Linked DNA regions of Rattus norvegicus: regions 2 and 3 are each linked to region 1. Evidence: chromatin contacts called from public Hi-C data. All regions are on one chromosome and are shown on one strand. The core of a region is the stretch at or near the end of the contact, and the rest is flanking DNA. Distances in the headings are between cores, read along the strand shown.

Region 1 (5,032 bases), core at 1,627-4,126:
TATTCATTATAAAATCCATGGTAACTTCATAGATTTTCTTTCCCACATATATCAATGGGCATGGGTCAAATTTCTCAAATTACTAAATTTTACTCAATTAAGAAATTAGTAGCAATAAGCAGTTAAGATTTGTTTCCTTCAGTACAAGTTCAGTTTATATTCAAAACTGGAGGCCTTTCATGGTAGGACTCCATAGTGGCAGTATGGGAACATACCAGGAAGTATCAAAAAGACGCAGGGCATTTCAGTCACATGAAGGGACAGATAATAAACTACCTTTGGATGACAGGACCCATCCATATTCTTACGTCTTCCAGTCTGGGTATCAGCCTCCCAGACCAAAGATTATAGGTCAATTCCCTACCTGAATGACCGGTGCACAAGTAGCCTTGCTTCCCATCCTCAGAGACCAAGAGTTCATCTTGTGTTCCGAACCTCTCATCTGTGCAGAGAGAGCTGCTGAGGAAAAAGTCCAAGGCTCTCATGAGAGCAGGCTAGACACTCATGGGTTTACGGGTAGTGCTTTAGAAGATTCCAGATGGCGTTAGAAGTGAAAGGCTCAACATGGACTGTGTGGTGGTTGAGCAGGTATGGAGCTTGGGCTCAGGAGCCAGAAGAGCTGGCCCCAGTAATCAGTGCCACTCGCAGTGGCTGAGCATATACCTGAACTCGGAACCTCAGCTTCATCATTCCAAAACTGGGGTTGCTGCACCGTAAAGACATGCATAAGACACCTCGTCTGATACAGTGTATATAAGCTGGATATATGAGGTCAATAATACGACCAACATACACTGCACAGGTGTATGAAATTCTCAAAAACAATAAGAATGTTATAATAAAAATTTCAAAGATGATACCCAGTAAACTTCTCATTAGTATTAGTGGCGTGGTACTGCTCAGAGCCTCCCTTTGAGTCCGCCTGCTCTCTGATGTTAGACCTGACCAGAATTTTCATTTCTGCTCACCGGCTGAAGTCAGAGGAGTGGCTTCTTGCCATCAAAGTCAACAACAGGCCTGGTAGACAAAGAGAACGGGAGGACCCTTCTATGGGTGTGCAGTCTATGGCATTCAACTCCACACTCTTGTGGGTCCTGGTTTCATGTTTTGTCAGTCACAACCTTTCACTGTGTTCCTTCTTATAGCAGCCCCTATTTTAAAGGTGCTTTCCAAATAACCTTATGTTTGGACTGAGCTAAAAATGGTAAAAACAGATGTGCTAGCTGTCTTCCAGGAAGGCTGGAGAGATCCTAAGGAGAGTGGATTCAGCGTCACCTGGATTGGACCCATAAAACAGTAGCTACTATTAACAAGCCCAAAAGAAAAAAGAAAATTTGATTTTTAGGGCCCTGTTGGAGATATTTAGGCAAAGGAAAGTGTATTTATGTGGAAAGTTTCAAGGCATTCCAAATGAGATAAAGCGAAATGAGAAGAACACAGACGTGCAGCTCCTGGACCTCAGCTCGCCATATGTGAAGTATCAAATAAATAGCTTTCTAATCTCAAATGCTAATCTCTCCTTTCAGCCTTCCTCATTTTATGGGACCAAATATTTCAAGCCTCATCTGGGTTCTATTACAATCTCAAAGACAACATGATATCTAGGAAAGCGTTTGTATGTAAAAATCATTTAAACTCAGGCAGTGGTGTAAGTTGATGTGGACTCCATTACCCTAGATTTCATATAATTATATTCCTTTTCCTTTAACTCCAAAAATGATCATTTTCTCCTTTGGCACAGAGTTTCCTTGGCTCTAGGTTTGATGCCAATGGAGTCTCACTGTGAAAACAGATTAGAAGTAGGAGGTCTGGTCAGTCTTCACAATGCTACATTCTAATCAGGCCGAGCCGCGGAGAGGGCCGCTGTGGGCACGCTGGCTGCTCTTCAAACAACAGCGCATGCTGTCCATTTCACTCACAATGAAAAAGCTCTTCGGGAGATTTCGATAACGGCTCCCCTCCTACTCAGAGCCCACATTTGTAATGTTTATATAAGTGGGGGTTATAAATCTTTCTCCAATAGACCCCATGGTTTCTAAGGCAGACTTCTTGTTATAAACTGCCTGTTTCCGGTTTGCCTGCCTAAGCAAGGCAGGCAAAGCCAGTTTGCCAGAGACTGGAACTAATTTAATGTGCTCCAGGTTTAAGCCCCTAGCCTGTGTGCCTTTACAGGGAGATTTTACACAGTGGATTACAGCTGACTTTAACAATGATTCATACGATAAGTGGCTTTCGATTTGTTTTTTAATGTCCGAAAGTATGCATTTGCAGAGGACATGTCATCAAAATTATTAAGGGAAAAAAAAGGAATTCAACTTTTCATCAAAATAAAAAGTGTAAATGGTATTGGTGCCAAGGGCTCCTGCACGTGAATTTGTGTTCTACTACAGAAAATAAGACAAAGTTGGTTATAGACAGTTAAGCCTGGGTGAGTTCCAAGATAGGATGATTGGTTAAATTGATACATTTTACCTCAAGGTTTGGTCCTGTTATTAAAAATACTAAAGCTACCATGAAAATGGACAAATGCCCTGTTCTATCCAGCCTCAAAGATATCCTGTGTGCTTTTTTTCAAAGATGCAACATTCCTTGAGACAAGCGCTAATTGAAACAAAAGCACATTCACAAACCTCCAGGACCATCCATCAGGGGAAAAAAACCGTGTCATCTGTTAACTCAGCAGCAGCCCCAGCTTAAGAAAGCAAACTGCAGCACAGAAGGCATGGTTATACTATTGTTTGAGTGTTTGTGCTGAGGGGCCCACACTGCTCTCCACGATACTTTTAAAATATCAAATGTAAGAAGATAGGCTCGTCCCCAAGCTGTTGGTTTCTTCCATCCCCCACTCCCGCCGCCCCCAAGTTCCTTTCAAAGGGATCGGCAACGTCGTACAGTAGGGGGCAGTGTTGCACCACCTTGCTCTCACTTGGACAGCATCAAGGCCAGACCAAAGGAAAACAGCCCATTATTCTTCATTATGCCTTAACCACCCCGGCCTAATTACCCTAATTTATTACAAAATTTCAGAGTTTTCCCTTGTAGCCTAACCTGCTTTCTCACCACCTACATACCATATTGAGATGTTTTAAATGATAGAAAAACTAATGTTTTTAATAACAAAACCAAATCTACCCAAATATCCGAGACAAGGCTGATTGCTGTTTAGCCGTTGTTGATGGAGAACTATTTGTTGAATGTCATATTTCAAAAGCATGAAGACTTTTACAATTGCAAATATCCAGATGTTCTTTATTGAAAATATAATATCACATTGGGAGATGGCTAAAAAAAAAAGAATGAATATTTTATCTTGGTCTAAAATGAAATGCAGAGTTGGTTTATAAAACACAAGTCAATGCGACCCATGCTAATTACATAATATTTAAAATATGGAATAAGAAAATATTTACAAGTACAAAAATGTCTTCATATCTTCCAGAAATAACCTTTGTCTTTCCATCTGCCTGGATGGCTCTCACTGGCCTGCTGGGAACTAACGCCCACACTGCACGCTGGCTTCCCGCTCGCTTCCCGGCGCTTACACTGCTTTGGAGCTGTGAGTGGGTGCGAGGAGAGGCTAAGCCTTTCCTGGGTCCCAAATAAAACGTGTCCATATATCATAGCAATTTTATCTACATACACAGTGGTGATCCAAGTACATTTCAAGGTTAATAAAATAATAATTCATTATTTGACTTAAAAAGAGAGAAAGAGCAGGAGCTAGAAAGGCGGCTCAGCCGTTGAGAGAACTCACTGCTCTCACAGAGGACCCAAGTTCCTCCCTCTGCATCTGCATCAGCCATCTCAAAACCACCTGCACCTCTAGTGTCGGGTGGGGCCGCGCCCTCTTCTGCGCTTTGCAGGCAACTGCGAGCATGTAGAACATAAACTCATGCAGACTATACACAGACAGACAGAGAAGGTTTAAACAAATAAAATAGAATCAAGACTCCCAGTCTTTGCGATTCTTTATCTTTGTCTTCAATTTCAACTTGTTTTTTTTCCACTTGTGTTAAGAAATGTTAAATTTAAAAAAACTTTTACAATTTCACAATTCCACTGGAAAACATTAAAATCATGCCTTTAGAGACATACAAATTAATGGTTTAAAATGTACAAAGGGACTGTAAGAATACAAAATATTTTTTGAAATTCCGTAAGCCAGCAAAAGTCCATAGAATCATATTTAAATGCAATAGATTTTAAGCTTTGGTACTTTGTTACGTTGTGGTTCATTACGCAGCTCATTTCTTTGTTTTATGCTCTCCAGGCGTGTGCGTGTGTGTGTGTGTGTGTACGTGTACGTGCATACACAGTGTGTGCTTAGTGCTTCTATGAGACCCTCCTCCATGTGTGCTGTACCTTTCACCAAAGCTTTTGCAGTGGGGAGGGGCTCGTTTTCAAGACTTAACAGAAACACTGCCCCTATAATTACAACAAAATTTCCTTCAAATTGAGCTAAACATTTGAGCTGCCAGATGGGACATAATTCTTCATAATTATTGCAAAAAGAGGGCCTGTGACAGTTGCAACAGAGTAATTGGCTAATGGGAGAGCAGCAGGTATGCATTTTCCCAAAACATCTGTTTGAAACTCTGGGCCATTTGGAGAGTACCTAGAAAGTCCCATCTTCTAATTAGTTTCTCGCCAACCCGAACCTCACTGGCACGGCTGTTGGAGTAGGTGAGGGTCAGGTTCTCCTGTAGTCAGGCTGATGAAAGCACCCCACCCTCTAAAAGCATGGGCTGATTTCATCTCGCAGTATGGGCTCTGAGATGGAAAAGGAGAGAGCATTTTCTCCTAAGAAGAGCGCGCTTTCTTCATTATTTCAGCCATTCCCTGTCAAAAGCATCGCTGCATACTACAGTGCTCACTTCTCGTCTCTCTTCCTTTATACTTATGATGACAAATGAAGAGATGACGAGAAACAATAAGGAATGAACTTGGCGTCGTGGGATACAATAACAAATATATTTTGGTTTTGTCCCTGATTCCTAACGAAGAGCGCCTAGAACACCTTAGGACTCCATGC
Region 2 (5,032 bases), core at 781-3,280, 500 kb after region 1:
TAATCCCAACCATCCCTACCCAGGAGAAAAAGCTTGGACAAATACTGGGCTACAGAAATCCAAGAAGTTAGTAGTCAGTATATCATGACTGATTAAATAAACTGGCTAAGAAGCTAGAGAGAGAGACTTGAAAGAGCTTCACACACACACACACACACACACACACACACACACACACACTACACTACACTACACAAGTGTGCAAACATATACACAAACACATACACACACACACAAATTTAAGTTTTAAATATTTACCCATTAATGCTGGGTATGAGGCAGGAGGATCTCTGTTAATCTGAGGATAGTCCAGTCCACAGAGTGAGTTCTGGGTCAGCCAGAGCTACAAAGTTAAGTCTCAAAACAACAAACAAAAATGGCCCCTTAGCCCCTTAGTGGAGGGGCGTCTTCTTCCCTTGGCCTGCCCGAAACCCCATCTTTCTGAGGAAGGCACACTGACTGACTCGGCACTGCCTTTTTCTTCAGGAGCCACCGAATGTTTAAGTATTGAGCTCTATAACCAACCCTGAGGATAACAGCGTCTCTATAACTTGCTTCCTTTCGGTTTTATCATAATTTTTCAGCATAAAATCTCGTGTATGTATCGTGTGTGTGTTTGTGTGTGTGTGTGTGTGATGCCTGTGTATGTCGATGTAGTCATATGTTTGTAGTGCCCATGTAGTGTGTTTAGTGTGTATAAAAGCCATAAGGTGTCCTCAGTCACTCTCCACCTTATGTTTTGAGACAGTCTCCCAGGGAAACTGACGTTCATCACTTAGCTAGGCCTGCAAGCATCAGGGAGCCTCCTGTTTTGGCCTCCCCGACTCTCCTAGCATACATTTCACTGAATGGGCCATCTTTCCAACCCCCAGGCCTTTTCACCCAGTGCAGACCAGGATTGAGTTCTGTCCAATTACCAGATAGATCGTCAGCCTTCGGACTTCAACCCCAGGTATCCGGCTGGCTTCTCTTACAGGAATGAGCCTTCTAGGCAACCCTTTGTTGGAAATTTCCGTTATCTGCCTGGTCTGTGCACTCGGACAGAAGCCTGTGTAAATGCCCCCATCAAAAGCCCTTACTGAGAACAAACGGATCTATCTCTTGGCTTTGTTCCCTGATGTTTTCTTCTTAAATAGACTACACTCTGATAGTTTAGAGATCTGCTGGTGGTGAGAGGGTATTGGAGATCAGAAGAGCCAGTCAGCACTCCTTCTGTGACAGTGACACTCCTGCAATGTGCAGTAGCACCCCTGCAGGCTTTCCACTGGGCAGCAGACACCCAGGTCCCCAAGGACCCAGCCCTTGAGGTAGCTTTATGTCTCTGAGACTGTATCTAAGATTTCCCAAGCTACCAATCAAAGCACTCTGAAAAGCCTAAGTTCCTTGCTGGGCACAGTGGAACCAAATATCTGTCTCCAGAGCTGTCCTGGGAAGTCAAGGACTTAGAGTCACTGGAACTTGGGCTAACTAAAGCTTAGGAACAAAATTCACACATGGCTGATTCCACACGCTATTCCTACCTGGATCATTCTCTTCCTAAGTGACACAGCCCTTCCTCTGACTCTTCACCCGTGGTCCTTGCACTCCTCAAACCCTAAGAAATAGGTGAGAAGCATGATTCAAGTCAACCAAAAAAATGAAGTCATACCGATCTTTAATTTCTAGTTGTGATTCATAGTTATATTCAAATAAAAAACAAAAACAAAACAAAAAAAAAAAAAACCACCAAAAACCTGTGTAAATCAAATTGGCCTACAAGCATGTCTTTCTCTTGCTGGCCTTGCAGCAACAGATTGCCTCAACAGATCCGATCAAACACTGTAGCACTATTTGGGGGCCGCACAGAACATCCCCCACACAACATACAGATGAGCATCGTGATCAAATTATGCGGAAAGAATTCCACAAGCCACAAAGAGAAAGCCCTTCTCTTCCAAATGAGTGGTTGGAACCATAAGAGAGATCCTCGCTGTGGCTGCTGACGTGTCACTTTCTGCTGGGGTTTTATCTTGAGCTCAGCGCTCAATCCAAGCAGAGCTGGGAGACCTCAAACAATGAAGCCTCTTTTTCGGCTTCACACCCACTCTTTCCGAGCTCAGTACTGAGCAAGCGTCAGGCAAGAGTGACTGGCGCAGTGTGGCAGCCTTGGATACGTTCAGATATTTGTGACACCAGAATAAAGATGTTCCCCGTCGCGGAGGCCCTCGCAGTCACACAGAGAAACCACGGAGATGGAAAGACCAGTAAAGGCTCTCTCAGTGTTTCTAAGCTTCCTTTGCCTGCCTGGCCCGCGGAGAAGCTGCAGAGACGCAAACGGACGAAAGAGGGCAGTGTTTGCTGTGGCTTTTGTCCCACTCTTGGCTCTAGCTCAATACAAGCGAGCCAAGACAGAACTATGCCCAGCATTTCATAACACAGGAAGTGGGGAGTAGATTAGATACCGGGCGCCGCAGTCCCCACAAGGGAGCAGTGAGAGAGTCTGTAAAAATCACTCGTTTCCCTATACAAAACCTAGCTATTCCAGAGGCTTCGGTTTTGGTGGGGTTTTTTGGTCTGCTCGGCTAAATTTCTCAGAGAACTTAAGAGAATGTGTAATATTCTCAAACCATCCCAAGTTCGATGGATCCTTTAGTTGAAACCATTCGTTCTGCAGATGGGAGCCAGATTTCTCCATTTATCTTCCATTTCTCTTTGTGCTAAGATTTTATCACTCTGTGAGGAGGGAAAGGCAGGCAGATTTCCCTACAGGAGGTATTTAGAGAATGTGCAGTCATTTCAAAGTAACACACACACACACACACACACACACACACACACACACACACACACACACACACACACGAGGTCCTAGCAAGAGATCCTATCCTGAGCTCTCCATGTCATCTGTCTGTTCTCAGCTGAAATCTTCTCTGCTGACAAGGAAAAATACTCACTTCTACAGAGTAATTCCTTCCTATGAATATGTTTGAGCCCAGCTATGTGTAAGATTACTTTGGTTTGTTTGTTCATGTGTTTGTTTTGAGACAGGATCTAATCGTCACTGCAGCCCAGAATTAACCTCAAACTCCTGGGAGTCCTCCTGCCTCAGCTTCCCAAGTGCCGGGATTACAGGTGTCAGTCACTAACACCTAACTAACTCAATTAAACCTGGCGCAACATATAAATTTCTACTGTAAGACACAAAAATGCTGACAAGGACATAATGTTAGCCTTTAAGAAAGGAAGCACCAAATAAGACACAGGACTGGGTTGTAACTCATAGGTGGAACTCAAGGCCATGGGTTCAATCCCAAGCATAGCCAAGAGCTTTAAAGGAAGGGTCAGACAAAACTATTAATAGTTGTAATACAAGACAGAGCAGAGTCCACAGGGGGAAAGTATTAATTGCAAAAGTAGAGATGGTTTGCATCTGGATTAGAGGATGAAGGAAGGAAGGCACATGGAAGAGAAACTTGCGCTTGAGCTCAGAAGAACCAGTGGGCTTTAAGAAACTCACAGATGACAGATGGTGGGAAAGAGGCTCCCAGGCCTAGAAAAAGCCAGACTCCGAGAGCCAAGCATGGTAGTGCATGCCGGTAAACCCAGCACACCAGAAGCTCAGACAGGAAGGTTGAAAGTTTAGGACTAGCCTCGGCTACATGGAGGGACCCTGTCTCCATCAGGAAGTCAAGCTGTAAGAGCTTGGGCCAGTTAAGAGTCAGCTGGCAAGTGCAAGTCTGTAGCTCCTACTAAAGGGAGGGGAAGAGTCTGGAACGGCTGCTTAGACTTCTCTCCAGACACTGCAACAGAACGGCGGCCGGTGTGGTCCAAAGCCATGGGGAGGAGCGCACTGGGGTCTCTGGGGAGGGCTCAGGGGACAGGCACAAAATAAAAGTAGAGAAGGTGCAGTGACTTAACAGCCAAGTGAATGACAGGGGAGGGAATGGGGGCCCGAGGTGTCGCCAGCAAAAGGTGAAGGAAGGTTAGAGGAAGAGAGTCAGAGTTCTGGAGTTGACATGTTTGCTGACTCAGACGCTGCTATAAGTGATCAATACGGATTTAGCCAAAGCACCGGTGAGAACCAGGGCTGGAAAGGGAGGGGCGCGTTTCAGATGAAGCCTGGTGCATCTGACAAGGACCCTTCAGGAAGGTCATCTTGCTATCCCAAGCCACAGCCTCATAGTCCTCATCTAGAGGCCGGGTGGCTGGGCGGCTGGGTGGCTGGGCAGCCGGGCGACCGGGCTCTGGGCTTGGCACGGGGGGCTTGCCTGGACCTTGCCTGTTTGTCACTGGTTTGACCACTTACCCAAGAAAGCCTGATATTACAATAAGGACCGATATGAAGGTGAGCGAGTCCTGGGAGGAGAGCAAGAGGATGCTCATTTGCTGTGTACCGGGATTATTCCTGTAAGGAAAATCACCTCGTCCAAGAGCCTCATCGAAGGCCTCTGAGAGTGCTCTGAAGCTCTGTGCTCTGGATGTGGGGGCAAGAAGGTCTCGCATCTGAGGTCAGTTACAGCTGAAGAATTCAAGACCTCGTCTCAAAAACGTGGAAACACGGACTCTGAAGACATATTCAAAATGTGTTCTGGCTTTTAGATAGTCAGTCGAAACAACTTTCTGGGCAAACTTCCACTGAAAAGCAAACCATGAAAAAAAAGAGAGAGAGAAGAGAAGGAAGGAGGAAGGAAGGAAGGGAGGAAGGAGGGAGGGAGGGAGGGAGGGAGGGAGGAAGGAGGGAGGGAAGAAGGAAGGAAGGAAGGAAGGAAGGAGGGAGGGAGGGAGGAAGGAAGGAAGGAAGGAGGGAGGGAGGGAGGGAGGGAGGGAGGGAGGAAGGAAGGGGGGAGGGAGGGAGGAAGGAAGGAAGGAAGGAGGGAGGGAGGGAGGGAGGGAGGAAGGAAGGAAGGAGGGAGGGAGGGAGGAGGGAGGGAGGGAGGAAGGAAGGGGGGAGGGAGGGAGGAAGGAAGGAAGGAAGGAGGGAGGGAGGGAGGGAGGGAGGAAGGAAGGAAGGAGGGAGGGAGGGAGGAGGGAGGGAGGGAGGAGGGAGGGAGGA
Region 3 (5,032 bases), core at 1,492-3,991, 350 kb after region 1:
CAATACTAACCTTCAAGGCAAGCTCTGCCCACTTGGGTAACAGTGGCATGACTGCTCTGGGGGCGATCAGCTGCTCTGAGATTGCTTGAGGTTCCCTCCAAAAGAGCAGACTCATGTCTTGGGCTGTAAGCCTAGTCAAAAGCCAATGGCTGAAGAAGGCCATCGCTCTCTCAGGGAATCAACTACAACTGTCTTGTTAAATGACCACGTTGCTTTCTAAATACTTATTTTTATATCCATAGAATAATGCCGCTCTCAGTCTCAGGCAGAGAACGTTTTTTGGTTGTTGTTGTTGTTTTGTTTTGTTTTAACCTCCAGTGGGTAATGGTCAAGGCAGAGATTCAAACAGGACAAAGTGCTGAGTAAGTAACTCTGAATACTCAGCACTAGACCCAAAGAACATCGTGGAGGTAGGAAGAGAAAGAATGAAAGTCAGAAGATGAGGAAGAGTTCAGGATGTATGGCCACTGTACTCACTAGTAAACCGGTAGCCATGGTTACCTGCATCTGAGAGGACCCACCAATGGTCCAGCATTTGTGAGGGAGGGCCTCCTGAGGCCTAGCCTTTCTTGCAGAGCTCTTGGCAGTTAGGAGGCATCAGGGGAGAAGTCATTTTCCTCCTGGCAACAGGTAAGTTGTGCAAACGTTGGTAAGTAATCTCTCTCTAAGCTCATCTAAGCAATGCCAGTTAAACTCAGTAGGTCATAAGTGGGGGTTGAGGGGGAGAAAAGAAAAAAATGTCAGGAAAGTAGGAGAGGGACTGGTTAGAAGGAATCTAGAGTTCAGCAAGAGGGGGACAAGAAAGAATGTGGGAGGGTAAGTCTAGTCAAAATGTATTATATAATACGTATACATACCTATATCTGCATACAAATATATAATTGTCACACACAGACATACAAAGAGTTCATGATAAAATACAAAGTGCCTATATTATCTGGATTTTTGAAAAGCTATAGTCTCCATGCCCTTGAGTAGGCCCAAAACAAAGAAAATTGCCATATATTATATGTACAGTCACTGGCTGTATATGTCCTTCTGCCTTCATGGAGTCAAGCAAACACAGACAAAAACGTTTATGAAAACCAACTGCATCTGTCCTGAACATGTATACGCGTTTTCCTGGTCATTTTCCCTTAAGCAGTAACTACTCACAGCACTTGCATTGGTTTGTGTGCTACAAGTAATCAGGAGATCGTGTGGGTTTGATGCAAACACTGTCCGTTTCATAGAAGGTACCTGAGCATCCTAACATCCCGGTATCCACTGGGGACTGGAGTCAATCTCAGGAGGACACCAAGAAACAGTCCTGTTTACATGCTTCTCAGGTAAGGACAATTCCAGGTAGCAACGGTCAGGTGCGGATCACGATTCAGATCCGTACTTGCAGAATGCAGAACAGAATCGTTTATCTGGCATTCCCGACCTGTCTTGAAAGCTGCTCAACTAAGAGGATGTGTAGGGGGCGGGGGACACCACGGAGCAGGAGGAGGCTGACAAGGGGCCAGGAAGCAACTCTCTGGAGCGTAGTGCCTGGGGTACCATCTCCTCTAGCTTCATGGCTACTTACAGGCTATCCTGACCCTAGAAAGGGATCTGAAGAGAGGGCTACTGCGTTGAGCCTAGGAGGCAGCAAACAGCCCCGGAGAGGAGCCACAACAGCAGGGAAGCAGCGCCAAGAACAACAGGAAGCTCGAAGCCACGCCCCTGCTCGTTGAGCGAGCGCAGGCCTGGAAGCCCGGGTTATTTGCTCCAAAGAGTCTTGAGCAGATGTTACATAAACAAAATCTCCACTGACTCCAATTCTGGATCTGGCCTAAAATAGCCCCGAGGCTAGACTCTGTCATTCTTAGTGGTTCCGCATGTGTTCAAACTACTGCCCTCACTGAACCACGTTTGTAGACACACTGCAGCCTCCTCAGGGGACTGCTTCCCCTAGGACCAAAAAGCAAGGCTCCGTGGCTGCCCATGGTAGCCCAGACACAAGGCATCCCTCTAAGACCTCATGATGGCTGCTGACTAAGGGACGTGTCTCCTCTCTCCAGGAGACAGGAAGTTGGGGTAGGAATGTTTAAAGAGTTCCTCCCCCTACCTCCTTCTTCCCTCTTTCCTCCATCTTCCCTTTTTTGTCTCTCTCTCCTCTTCCTCTTCCTCCTTCCTTCTCCTCTCCTCCCCTTTCCCCACTTCTTCCTTTTCCTACTCCTTTGTGTAAGGTGGAGAAACCCGAAGCAAGCTTTCTAGGGTTACAGCGGGAGATTTCCCTGGGTTTTTATTTGCAATGATTTAAGACCGATGCCAGCACTCTTGACTGACTGTGCTTGTACAAGTTTCCCAGACCCTGTTTGGGTTTCAGCTCCTTCGTGCGACAGAAAACCAGTCTAGCGTGAACATCTGGAGGCTCGAACATCTGTGCCCCAGTAAGGGGCCACTCCAGCTATACCACTTCAGCATGGGTCCCTGGAAACTGTTAATCATCTTTTTCTCCTTGGCCACTTGCCTCTCTCTAGAATCTTACAAACAAATCTAAAAAAAAAAAAAAAAAAAAAAAAACCCAAAAACCAGTAAAGCAATATCTACGATTCAGAAATCCTGGTGCCGGATACTGACTATATGCTTAGGTACTATAGAAATCATTTGATGTGTTTCCTTTTGTTTAATCTGATAGGACTAGTCAGAATTGCTACAGCAGTGGGATGGTGGGGGTGGAACCCTGGGATGAGGCTGAGCTGGGAGTAACTGATGGCTCAGAGAACATCTGCCAGAGCTCATAGCTCCTCCTCTTGGTTTTCTTTCTACTCACAGTCCAAGCTACTCTATCTTTTGCCCTCCTAATTAAACACAGCATCCAGTGTTCATCCTAATGTGGTCTTTGAGACCCCAAATGGCCAACATGCTATTGACAACAGGAAAAAAAAAAAAAGTATGACTAATACTGGGGGAATGATGAGATTATATTTTTTTCAATACTTTGAAAGAGGTCTTTGTGTTTCTCTGGGTTAGAGCCTCCCAGATGTAGTCTTTAGCCCTGAGCCTAAGACTAAGAGGAGGGTTGAAATCATAAAGAGATAAGAAGAGGCCTGTGAGAGGCCAGCACTCGGGCTAGGGCCAGTGCCAGGCTGCAGGGAGCAGGGAGGGCTCACGTCACTTGGGAACTCTTAGCTTTCTGAAGATTTTTGTTCCGATCTCAATTGTACTTTGAGTCCCTCTGGGATGTTGGATTTAGGATGGCACACTCCTGCCCTTAGAACTGAAGCAACTTTACCATTAGACAGAGTCAAATGTCATATATGGGTGGGAGTGGGGGGACCTATGTGTTAGAACTTTTGGTGCCATAACCAGAATACCTTAGGGAAACATTGCAATGGAAGGATTCTTTTGGCTCATGGTTTCGAAGGGTTCAGTCCATGGTTACTTGGCTCTGTGTTTTATGGGCCTATGGTGAAATGGGTATCATGGTGGCAGACACCTGCAACCAGAAAGCAGCAGAAGTGAGGAGGGAGCTGGGAACTCGTCACAGCTCTCATGAGCTTGCCCATCTGACCCACTTCTTCCAGACAGGTTCTGCTTCCTAAGGTTTCTAGAACCTACCAGAATGCACGACCAGCTGAGCTCCAAGCCTTCAGTGCATGAACCTCTTTGCGGGACACTTCATGCTCAAACTCTCGCAGCCTACTTGTATGGGATTCTGTTCTTTCATTCTTTACTCATTCATATATTCCCAACAGTCCTGAGAGATCCACTGTGTGTTGATCCTAGGCTCTGGGGATGCAGAAGTGAATTTTAAAATAGTGGCTATGGTCCCTGACTTTTGGGAGCTCGAATTCTATAGTGGGAGATGAAGAGAAAGCAGCCATGATGAAGGCTGGGGCAGATGCACCTAGGAGCTTTGAAAACCCAACTGAAGTGTTGCTTTGGTCTGGGTGCTGAGTATTGGGGGCTATCTGTGTTGTGGCTGAGGGAAGGGGCATAAATGTATATACAGTGGTTTCCCAGGAGAGATTGCCGCGTTCTTTTTCTTCTCTGGAAACCCCACGAATGCAAGGCTTAAGCTACAGTACCTAATACCATGCCTGGCCTCCCCCCCTGCTCTTTACTCATGTCTCCCCCAGAGAGCAGGCATGATTTATCTGATTGGAGAGTCAGGAGTTCAGAAGGGGAAACTGGGACAGGGTGAGTCAGCTGCTTCTCTGGGGCGGGTCACTCCCTTCTGAGCCTGAGTGTAGTTTATTGAAGATGGCTGTTGCCCAGAAGGTGCTGACTGTGTAGCTGCGGGAGTGACTTCAGGCTGGGGAGGGATAGTGCAAAGCCCATTTGGTTAATATATTTAAAACTATATTTGACAGCTTAGCTGTCCTTAGTGTTTCCTGTTTTGATCTCCCTTTTGCCCGATGCTCGTGGTAAGGAGGAAAGTAACTGGACTCATTTGAATCGTAACACAGATGATGCTTAAGTGCGGTTCATAAGTGGATGGCGGGCATGCAGTCACCACACTGGCCTGACTGACAGGAGTGTGCATCCCATGTCTAAGACTGCCTCTGCCTCCCAGGTGTTGGGATTAAAAGCCTGTGCCACCACACCCAGCATCATTATGGCATTTTCAAAACAATTGGTATTTGTTTTTCTTTTTTTACTTTTTGTTTCTTCCCTCTTGTTGCCCATTGCCTGACTTCCCTTGCACCCGTCCACCCACTTCCCATAACCCCTTTCTGTTCTGTGTCTAATGCTTTCTGCTTACTTCTTTCTGCTCACTCCTTCCTCAGCACCCCCCCCCCACTGCTTGTGGTCTCTTGTTTCAGTCACTCTATCCACACTCACCCTCATTTCTATACGTATACACACATAAACAATATAAGCTAGGATCTGAGAGAGAGAGAGAGAGAGAGAGAGAGAGAGAGAGGTCGTGTGATTTCTGTCTTTCTGACTCTTTTACTTAACTTAGTGTAATACTTTCCAGATCTGTCTATTTTCCTCCAAAGCTGACACAGAAAGCGTTAAGAGGCAGTAGGAGCCCAGTAGAGGGAGCTGTTTCAAA

The links. Hi-C and Micro-C count contacts between places; a contact is called where the count stands out from the background.
Region 2: a contact with region 1 is called in a Hi-C map of Schwann cells, with 6 times the contacts expected there. The contact joins two enhancer-like sites. A contact is called at or near these places in 6 of 12 Hi-C or Micro-C datasets (the A7r5 cell line, Schwann cells, frontal cortex and 3 more) and 1 of 1 datasets of contacts at active chromatin or transcription factors (oligodendrocytes).
Region 3: a contact with region 1 is called in a Hi-C map of Schwann cells, with 13 times the contacts expected there. The contact joins two enhancer-like sites.

What each region holds. Positions count from the first base shown.
Region 1 is chr14:34,114,190-34,119,221 of GRCr8, reverse strand. The region is part of intron 4 of Scfd2 (sec1 family domain containing 2); the gene reads right to left. Among named protein-coding and RNA genes, the nearest start is that of Scfd2, 79 kb to the right of the region's middle. Within about 2 kb of position 2,876, at least 27 of the 93 cell types and tissues checked have an H3K27ac peak or open chromatin away from gene starts, as enhancers often do. A contact at or near this core is called in Schwann cells, where this site is marked.
Region 2 is chr14:33,614,514-33,619,545 of GRCr8, reverse strand. No RefSeq gene overlaps it. Among named protein-coding and RNA genes, the nearest start is that of Chic2, 110 kb to the right of the region's middle. Within about 2 kb of position 2,030, at least 41 of the 93 cell types and tissues checked have an H3K27ac peak or open chromatin away from gene starts, as enhancers often do. A contact at or near this core is called in Schwann cells, where this site is marked.
Region 3 is chr14:33,766,555-33,771,586 of GRCr8, reverse strand. No RefSeq gene overlaps it. Among named protein-coding and RNA genes, the nearest start is that of Lnx1, 100 kb to the left of the region's middle. Within about 2 kb of position 2,741, at least 29 of the 93 cell types and tissues checked have an H3K27ac peak or open chromatin away from gene starts, as enhancers often do. A contact at or near this core is called in Schwann cells, where this site is marked.